Linked DNA regions of Sus scrofa: regions 1 and 3 are each linked to region 2. A link is a contact called in public HiChIP or PLAC-seq data. All regions are on one chromosome and are shown on one strand. The core of a region is the stretch at or near the end of the contact, and the rest is flanking DNA. Distances in the headings are between cores, read along the strand shown.

Evidence for each region. HiChIP or PLAC-seq counts read pairs in DNA pulled down with a chosen protein or histone mark.
Region 1: an H3K27ac HiChIP or PLAC-seq map of alveolar macrophages shows a contact between it and region 2. The contact joins two enhancer-like sites. A contact is called at or near these places in 1 of 47 Hi-C or Micro-C datasets (embryonic fibroblasts) and 1 of 2 datasets of contacts at active chromatin or transcription factors (alveolar macrophages).
Region 3: a contact with region 2 is called in an H3K27ac HiChIP or PLAC-seq map of skeletal muscle, with 5 times the contacts expected there. The contact joins the promoter of HIPK2 here to the enhancer-like site in region 2. A contact is called at or near these places in 1 of 5 promoter capture datasets (liver), 8 of 47 Hi-C or Micro-C datasets (alveolar macrophages, brain, fetal skeletal muscle and 3 more) and 2 of 2 datasets of contacts at active chromatin or transcription factors (alveolar macrophages and skeletal muscle).

The regions. Positions count from the first base shown.
Region 1 is chr18:9,841,904-9,844,774 of Sscrofa11.1, reverse strand. The region is part of intron 2 of TBXAS1 (thromboxane A synthase 1); the gene reads left to right. All of the region lies in intron 2 of LOC106508202 (a long non-coding RNA gene), which reads right to left. Among named protein-coding and RNA genes, the nearest start is that of TBXAS1, 43 kb to the left of the region's middle. Within about 2 kb of position 1,479, at least 9 of the 83 cell types and tissues checked have an H3K27ac peak or open chromatin away from gene starts, as enhancers often do. A contact at or near this core is called in alveolar macrophages, where this site is marked.
Region 2 is chr18:10,073,375-10,076,435 of Sscrofa11.1, reverse strand. All of the region lies in intron 2 of HIPK2 (homeodomain-interacting protein kinase 2), which reads right to left. Among named protein-coding and RNA genes, the nearest start is that of CLEC2L, 100 kb to the left of the region's middle. Within about 2 kb of position 1,790, at least 18 of the 83 cell types and tissues checked have an H3K27ac peak or open chromatin away from gene starts, as enhancers often do. A contact at or near this core is called in alveolar macrophages, liver and skeletal muscle, where this site is marked.
Region 3 is chr18:9,939,173-9,942,100 of Sscrofa11.1, reverse strand. HIPK2 (homeodomain-interacting protein kinase 2) reads right to left here and starts at 1,566. Exons shown (of 15, transcript XM_021078554.1): 1 at 1,350-1,566. The coding sequence starts at 1,368.

The sequences.
Region 1 (2,871 bases), core at 230-2,729, 230 kb after region 2:
CGTACCCTCAGCATATGGACATTCCCAGGCGAGGGGTGGAATCAGAGCTACAGCTGCCGGCCTATCCCACAGCCACAGCAACATGGGATCCCAGCTGCAACTGCAACCTACACCACAGCTCAGGGCAACAGCGGATTCCCCGACTCACTGAGCAAGGCCAGGGATCAAACCTGAGTCCTCATGGATATTAGCTGGGTTCATTTCCGCTGTGCCACAACGGAAACTCCCCAAACCCCACTTTTTGAGTGTCTAAGGTTCCAGCCCTGGCATATGGAAGAAGTAAAAGTTGCCTATGCCCTGGCTCCAGTGGGTGGTAGAGATGTTGTCATGGCTGTCCCTCAGAGAAGAAGGAGAGGCTGGGGGCCTTCCTGGAGGAGGAGGTCCCGCAGGGGCAATAGACATAAAGACAAGGCCACACACACCAGGTGGGGAGCAACAGCAGGTGTGGTTGCACCACATGAGAAACAGGGCACTGCTTGGGGAGCCACCTGGACTCAAAAGTGAAGATTGGGGAGTGCCAGAGCACGCGGCTGTGAGAGATGGGCTAGATCCCTCACTGTCTAGAAAAGCCAGTGGAGAGCTGCACATGTCCCATCGTAGGTGAGTAGGAGGGGCTAGTGAAGGGGAGATTTCTCTGCAAAGGAGAAGCTTTAGGTCAGGTCTGTAGACTCCCAACTGTTGCCGAGGTCTAGATGTGAGGCCGTGAGGGCGTGGCCCGGGGTGCTGGTCACAGTGAGAGAGAAGAACACAGGGGCCAGAATGAGTAACTCCGGTGGCTACTTAGGTTTGGAGAATTCAAAGTAGAATTAGTCAGGAGTTCCCACTATGGCTTAGTGGTAACAAATCCGACTAGTATCCATGAGGACATGGGTTCGATCCCTGGCCTCACTCCGTGGGTTAAGGATCCAGTGTTGCCATGAGCTGTGGTGTAGGTCACAGATGTGGCTTGGATCTGGCATTGCTGCAGCTGTGTAGGCCAGCAGCTGTAGCTCCGATTCAACCTCAAGCCCAGGAACTTCCATATGCTGCGGGTGTGGCTCTAAAAACCGAAAAAAAAAAAAAAAAAGGAAATTAAAAAAAGAATGGGTCAAACACGGCTTTAAGCCTTCTGCTGAGGTAACGGAAAATGCTAATGAGTTGACAGAAACCAAAGGTTGGGAGGTCGCTGGTTTAGGGAAGTGCCTTTGATTTGCCAGAGCGACAGGCAAGTGGAATCTTCCAGCGGGCATTTGGAGATTCGGGCTCAGAACTCTATCTTCCAAGGTTATTTTTGTGCTCAGGTTGGATTTCTCAGAAGCCAGGAAATAGATTTCCTAACTCATGGGGGTGCTGCCACCAGACGCCACCTGGGGAGCCCACAGACCCTGCCTGCAAAGAGCCACTAAGGCAAACAAAGGCAGGAAGGACTGAACTGGGGACAATCCTGAGGATACCCCTTTAAGATCTCTTGAGGATTTCCTCACTCTGCCCTTGGAAAGACTGGTCCTTGGTGTTAGAAAGTAACACAGGCTATTTCTGTCCTTTTCTCCTTGTCATCTCAGGGTCTCTTCTGTTCGTTTCTGTCCAGCACCCCCTTTCCACTCCCGATTGTTGTTTCTCTTGTCCCTGAATTTTAAAAACACCTTCTCCTCTCACCTCCAGCTCAGGGGTGGCCAGTTCACAACTTTCCGCCCACGAACAGCGTCTCATCCAGGCTCCCCCTGAGCCCTTGAAGCAAGTGTGAAGACATTTCTAAGGGTCAAACTAGAAGGAACCAGATAGGAAATGAAAGCGAATACATTTCACATAATTGGGGTGGAGGCGGGGGTGTGATCAGTTGCCTTCAGTTGAGTAATTTAGTATCCATGTGGCCAGAACACTGCACCCCCAGCCTCTGGATAATTTGCACATATGCTCCTTAGCTGCTCATCATCCTTGATGTGCAAACCCTGCCAAGTTCTTGCTACAACGTAGTCATTTCATTGACTGTTTTTATATTCATATGAGCTTTCCTTGATCTATGGCAATGGTGGACAATGAAACTTGATATAATGAGCCTGGGGCGTTATTTCCATTAAGACCATCACCTCGGCAGTTCCCCTTGTGGTACAGCAGGCACAGACCCGACTAGTCTCCATGAGGATGCAGGTTCAATCCCTGGCCTCGCTCAGTGGGTTAAGGATCCGGCGTGGCCGTGAGCTGTGGTGTAGATTGAAGACGAGACTCAGATCTGGTGTTGCTGTGGCTGTGGTGTAGGCCAGCTACCACAGCTCCAATTCAACCCCTAGCCTGGGAGCTTCCAGATGCCGCAGGTGCAGCCCCAAAAAGACCAAAAAAAAAAAAAAAATCACCTCTTCTCCACCCTCTCTGTCTACTCTTGCACCCCCCCATACCTGCCCATACACTCCATTCCCACAGCACAAGTCTAGCCTTTTCCTCTCCTCCAGCTCCTTCCCAACCAGTGCATATTTTCATGTGTATTTCCTGCCCACAGCACAATGGATCCAGCCATGTCCAATCCTTCACCCATACAAGCCCCCTGTGCATATCTGCATGCATATTCCAACCCCACTATACAACACTGTCCCTACACCACTGTGGGTCTAGCATTTTCTGACTCTCCACCCCCTACATATACCTCCAGGAATACGCCTTTCCCACTGCAAAGCATGTCCAATGTATAAAGTCACTCAAAGATTCTTTCGCTTTGAATATGTTGATTTTAGTTAAAATTTAACTTGGATCATAATTCAGTATTTGTGATAATTTGGGTACATTCAGCAGACAGTTATACATATAGTGGCTGTGAAAGAGGCTTTGCCAAAAATAATAATAATATAAACCAAATTGCAGAGGGGAATGTTAACATAGCTGAGAAAGCAAACAGTGTTC
Region 2 (3,061 bases), core at 541-3,040:
GCACATTTACTCTTTAGTGAAGAAGAAACCATTCTTACCAATGTTTATTCTAAGCCAGAATTCAGTGGAACAATTCGACTGCCATTGAAGCGCCTACTGCGCGCCAGGAACCGTGCTTGGTGCCGAAGACGGAAAAATAAACCAGACCCTACGGCCCCTCCAGGAGTGCACGGTCTAGTCAGAGGCGACAAGCAAGCCTACAGCCAACACGCTGCAGGCACCCAGCACTGCGGGGAGGGGAGGAAAAGGAGGAGGCAGGGCTCCCCAGGAGAAGTCTGAGCTGAGTCTTGGGAAGTGGACAGGTGGGGTGGCCTCCAGGCACAGGCCTGGGAGAGTGCGTGTCCTCCCCTGTCGCTCCCTCTTATCCTCCCCGCCACTGCTGTATCTCCAGCGCCAGGGGCACGGTAGGTGCTCACCATCCATCTGCAGAAGGAAAGCATCTCTCTGTTTCAACCCCACACCCTCAGCAGGTGCCAGTTTTCCCCGATGCCGGCACCATCTCGCTGGCAACACCTCTTATGACAAGAGGCAGACGACTTGGCCTTTCTGTTTCAAAGTTTATGTGCTTAAAAAAAAAAAAAAATCACATTCCGGTTTCTTGTACAGGAGCCGTTTCTATTCTCAGTTCTGCTCCACAATAGGCAGGACGGCTGGCTTGGGAAATGGTCTTTCCTCCCGGGCTCAGAATGGCCCAGGTCCCGTCGGTGACTCATGCGTCACTCGCCACCCCACGGAATCATCTTACAGAGGCTCCTCAGCGCTATTTTGGGACATCGAATACTTTAAACATATATGAAGTGTCAGACAAAATTTGCACCTAAGAAAGAGAGAGACTGTTCCTGCCCAACATTCCCACAGCAAGACACGAAAGCTCTATTTTCCTCTAGAAAGAGAATAAACTGCCCTCATCTTCAACACACCAGGGATGAAGCTTCGCTGTTTCCCTGCACGGGCTCTCCCTCCGGCTGTGCACATGGCTGACAGGGCACTCGCAGACCACGTCCAGACCCTGTGACCCTCTGTGGGAATGACCCCCAACAGAAGCGTGGACAACTCCCCCACCAAGGTAAGTGGAAACACTCAGGAGCCCCGTGTTCACAGGCAGAATCCAGCTGTGGCTGTACACCGACTTCCTGGTGCTGGCGGGAGGATGCGATGAGACAGAGCGTCACAGGAAGCAGGGGGCCTGGCAATCAGCAGAGATGAAGCCACTTATCTATAACATAGCTAAGGCCATGTGACAGCAAGTAAATAAAGGGCATCTTTTTTGTTTGTTTGTTTTCTTTTTAGGGCTGCACCTGTGGCATATGGACGTTCCCAGGCTAGGGGTCGAATTGGAGCTGCAGCTGCTGGCCTACACCACAGCCACAGCAACTAGGGATCTGAGCCACGCCTGCCACCTATACCACAGCTCACAGCAATGCTGGATCCTTAACCCACTGAGCAAGACCAGGGCTCGAACCTGCATCCTCATGGATACTAGTCAGGTTCGTTACCCTGAGCCACAACGGGAACTTCAAGGCATCCCTTTTAAGGCCTGTTTTCTTCCTCCTAAGCTGAAACATGAGCAGAACTCTGTTTAAATCTATGAAAGCATACACATTAAACATTTTTGGTTCACTTACTTATATGAAAAAGTACAAAGATTAATTTCATCAACAACTAAGTACCTCTCATTTCATTTTAGAAGGAAAGCCACCCACCTGCAACCCCCCACTTCCTCCTAGCGGGGTGCACTGCCCTAACCCTGCGTTCCCTTTCGTGGTACAAGCTCTTCCTCGCCCAGCCTCCCCGGCCAAGTCCATGTCGCCATCATGCGCACAGCACGCTAATAAAACAAGTGCAAGGTTCACAGCCACTCCCAACTTGGGCAATAAATCTGCAACATTAATCAGAGAACACAGGAAGAACCGTGCATTTCTGGAAAGATGTTACTCAATTTCTCCGAGTTTTTATTTCACCATCTATAAAATCTGATTATGAATCTTGTTTCCCCCCCGCCGCCCCCTCCCCCGCCTTGTCTCTACAGCAGCTTATGAAGATAAATGATGGTCAGCAGAACTATAAAGCAGTTTGAACTCCTTGGAAGCAAGACACTCTGTTAGTCCATGGTATTTAATAATCACTGATATTATAAGGTGTACTCGAATTGGACTGCAGTGAAAAAGCCCGTTCCCGCAAATATATGTAGATTGAAAGTAACTCGGTATGGCTGGGGCAGAAGCGATCAAAATGTAAAATTGTATTTCAGATAGGTTGTTAAATCTCAAGTTTCCACCGCAAAAATAAGGAGTCTTGGAAATGCTGACATGTGCTCGGAGCCACTACCTGCGCTGGTGACCGGGAACGGGAGGCAAAGGATGACATCAAAGCAACACAGAGCCCTAAAAAGGGCGGAAATCTGAGGGCCAGGGGGAGGCTTCTCGAGAGAAGCTGGACCTTAAAGCCCAAAGGATCTGCACAGAAGGCAGCCTGAGGGTGGAGTGGTGGAGGGGTGAGTGGTGGAGGGCTTCACCGGCAGCATCCCTAAGAAGATGGGTTCACACCATGTCTGGGGGACTCAGAAGGGTCCTAGTGGAGACCACAGAGCAATCAAGGTCTGGCTAATCAAAGTCAACCTAGGATTGGGTTTTGAAAAAGACACAGCTTCCTTGGTGAATATGAGAAATGCAAGGAACAGCTCTGTCTTAGGTGCTGGGAGATGAGGACAAAGACAAAGAGACGCAGCTTCAGAAGTTCGACACCTGAGGGCCCCTACTGATGTCCATGAAGCTGTGTGCTGATGGGGATGCACGACCCTCCCCGGTGATTCTGCTGTAACTGAGTATCTCCAGCTCTACCAATAGAAACGCTCAAGACTTCAGAACGAAGCATCACATCCACATGGAAAGCTCATCACACACCATCAGAATTTGGTCACGAGGTTGATGTCATTCTGATGCCCCCCTTGGGCTGTTTTCCAAAGGAAGCGAGCTTCCTTGATTCAGCCGACCATCTGCAGCATAATGTTAGAATCAGAGCGGACGTTTGTTGGATTTGTATTGGCAGTGAACACCTTGGC
Region 3 (2,928 bases), core at 317-2,816, 130 kb after region 2:
ATTTACAGCCTTGTTATCCAGGGCCTGACTGGTAACTTTATTCCATCCAGAACCCTAATTCATCTGGAGCCCTGGAACTAATAACGGATTTTCTTTTCAGATAAGTTTTTTTTTTTTAATCTCCCTTTATAACAGCGAGAAAACTATTAATGTGCTCCCTGTCTCACTGGCCACGAATGTTCTCTGGGTTTATAAAAGAATTAAAAGCCCCTCTCCTTGCCCCTCCTCTGTTCCCCACAAACCCTTGCCCTTCTCATTTGCTATTTCATCCACAGAATATCTGAACAAAACCGAAAGAAAGCCAGATGGACTGACGCTAAAAGTATGTAAAGGCTGCTATTTCCATGATTTCATGAGAAAAACATTTTCACGATGAAAAGGACTGGAAAAAAAAAAAATCAGGCACCCTTTGGTTCAAAATTCCTCGTACTACAAGCACACACATACAAAAAACACACCGAAGTGTAAAAACTTAGTTGATTCCGGTTTGATTTCGGGGTGGAAGCTGACAGAACTGACTGAAGAGAAACGAAAGAGTGCAGGGGAAACGCGGTGCTTCTGCCTTCCGTTCTTTTCTTTCTTCCTAAAGACAGATCAGATCAGAAAAAGCACCCAACGCCAGGTGAAGGTGCACGGCGCAGGTTTACCCAGATCCAGCGAGACAAACCTCCTGGCTGCCTCCCCGACCTGAAAACCTAAACTACATTCTCCCTTACACACGCTGCTGCGGGCAGATTTTAGCCAATTTCATTGTTCTGCCTGGGTCTGAAATGGACTTTTTCCCTCTCTCTCCCCCTCTCATCACCTAACCCGGTACATTCCGATCCGACAGCCCCCCCAAAACCAGAGGCTGGCGAAGAATAAAGGAGCGTGGGGTGGGAATGGAGGGAAATGGAAGGGAGCTGTGAGGACAGAGTGGAAAGCAGATCATCCGAAAGGTAATTTTCTCGCGGGGGGGTGGGGAGGAAAGCTACAGCGCATCACCTTTATTTATTACAAATAAATAAAAAGCACCGTCATGGATCGGTCTTTGCCCCGGCGCCCCCTCCCAATATCTTTTCTTCGGGCACTAGCCCACCCTCGCACCCCACCCCCCCGCCTCTTTCTCCACCCTGGAAATTAGATCTGTTCGATTCCGGAGCCCGGTCGTTCGCCGGGCAACGGAGGGGGCGGCGGGGAGGGGGCGGGCAGCCGGTTCGAGCCCCGGGGGTGGGGCGCGGAGGCCGGGCGCCCGGGGGCTGCGGGCCGGGGGCTGCCTGGCGAGGGGGCCGCGGGCAGAACAAAGCTGCGGGGGCCGCGGCGGCCGGGCGGCGCGGGGCGAACGGGGCCGGCGGGCCGGCGCCCCTTACCTTCGTACACGGGGGCCATCGGGGCCGGGGTGTCCGCGATTCATGGCAACGGAGAAGGGAACGCGGCGCGCGAGCTCGGCCCCCCCAGCCTCAGTCGGAATCTGCCATCTTGAGCCTGTGTCTCCGCTCTCGGCGCAGCCGGGGCCGCCAGCGCCCGCATCACCGCCTCACTTGGCCGGCGCCGGGGGAGGGGGCCGGGCGCCGCCGCCGCCGCCGCCGCCGCGGCCCGGGCCCTGCGCGGGGCTCCGGGGCGGCCGGGCGGGCGCAGCGGCCGAGGCCGAGGGCCGAGCGGCCGCGGCCCCCGAGCGGGTCCGCGGTGGGGCGGGAGCCGGGGCGGGCAGCGCGCGGCCAGTCCCCGGCCGGGGCTCAGCTCAGCATGGCTGTGTGTGGGGGCTTCGGCAAAAGTTGCACGGGAGGCGGAGGAGGGGCGGGAGGAGCCGGGGGAGGGGCGGGGGCGGGGGCGGGAGCGGCGGCCGAGCGCGCGCCAGCGAGCGAGCCGGGGAGCGGAGTCCGCGCGCAATCGAGCGCCGATGGCACGGATGCGAGGCGGGGAAGGCCGAGCGGAGGGCAGGAGCCGGCCGGGGGGTGGGGTGGGGGCGCGGATTAAAGGAAGCCGGGCCGGCGAGGGAGGGCGGCGGTGCGCACCCTTGGATTCTGATTGGCAAAGGAGAGCGGGCCCGCAGGGGCGGCCGCCGCCGAACTTTGCGTGTGCGCGCCGGCTGGGCGGGAGGGGCTGCCCTGGAAAGGGAGCCCCGGCCGGCGGCGTCTAGCCGTCGCGCACCTGGCAGGCGCTGCCCGGGGTCGGGGCGCGGGGGCGGGGGGAGGGATGAATGGAGCAGGGGGCGCCCGCCCTCCCCCGGGGGGGCGGGAATGCGAGAGTGGAGGAGCTTTTCAAATCCCGACGAGGTCGGAGATGCAGAAGCCATGCCGCGCTCGCTTAGGGAACGCAGGGTGGTCGCTGGATTCCTGCGGGAATCTGCTTCCGCCCTGTCCCCTCGGCCACGGGGTCCGGAGGGCACTCCTCCCCGCGCCTATCACCTGGGCGGGTGTTCCACCGACTTCCTCCCAGGCCCCTGCCTTCCTCAACACTCTCTCCCTTCAACTCTACACTCTCCAGACTCTCCGCAGCCCGGAGCCTCGCCAGTGCACTCCTGCGGCTTCGTCTTGGATTCTTTGGTAGATGCCCTGCCATCGCCCCCCACCTAAGACCTGAGTCTCCTCTTAGCCAGTGTTTTAAAAACTGTGGGTCGTGACGCATTAACTGATCAAGAAAGACATTCAATGGATGGCAATCAGCTATTTAAAATAATCAAACGCACTAGAATAGAAAATATTAGACCCCACTGCCCGTAGTAAGAGTAACTATTTGTTTCATAAACCTTCTGTTTTCAGTTATCCATACTGGACAACGATGTAAGTTGTATTTCCCTCTCCGCGTCAGAGGACTCAAAAAAGTTTAAAATCTGTATGTCGGGGGTTACAATAATGAAGGAACCCATTGTCTTCCCACTACCTCTTATCCTTCCCAACCTCCATACCCTGTGACAACCTTCTCCCCCCAAAATCCCCGAAGCCTGTT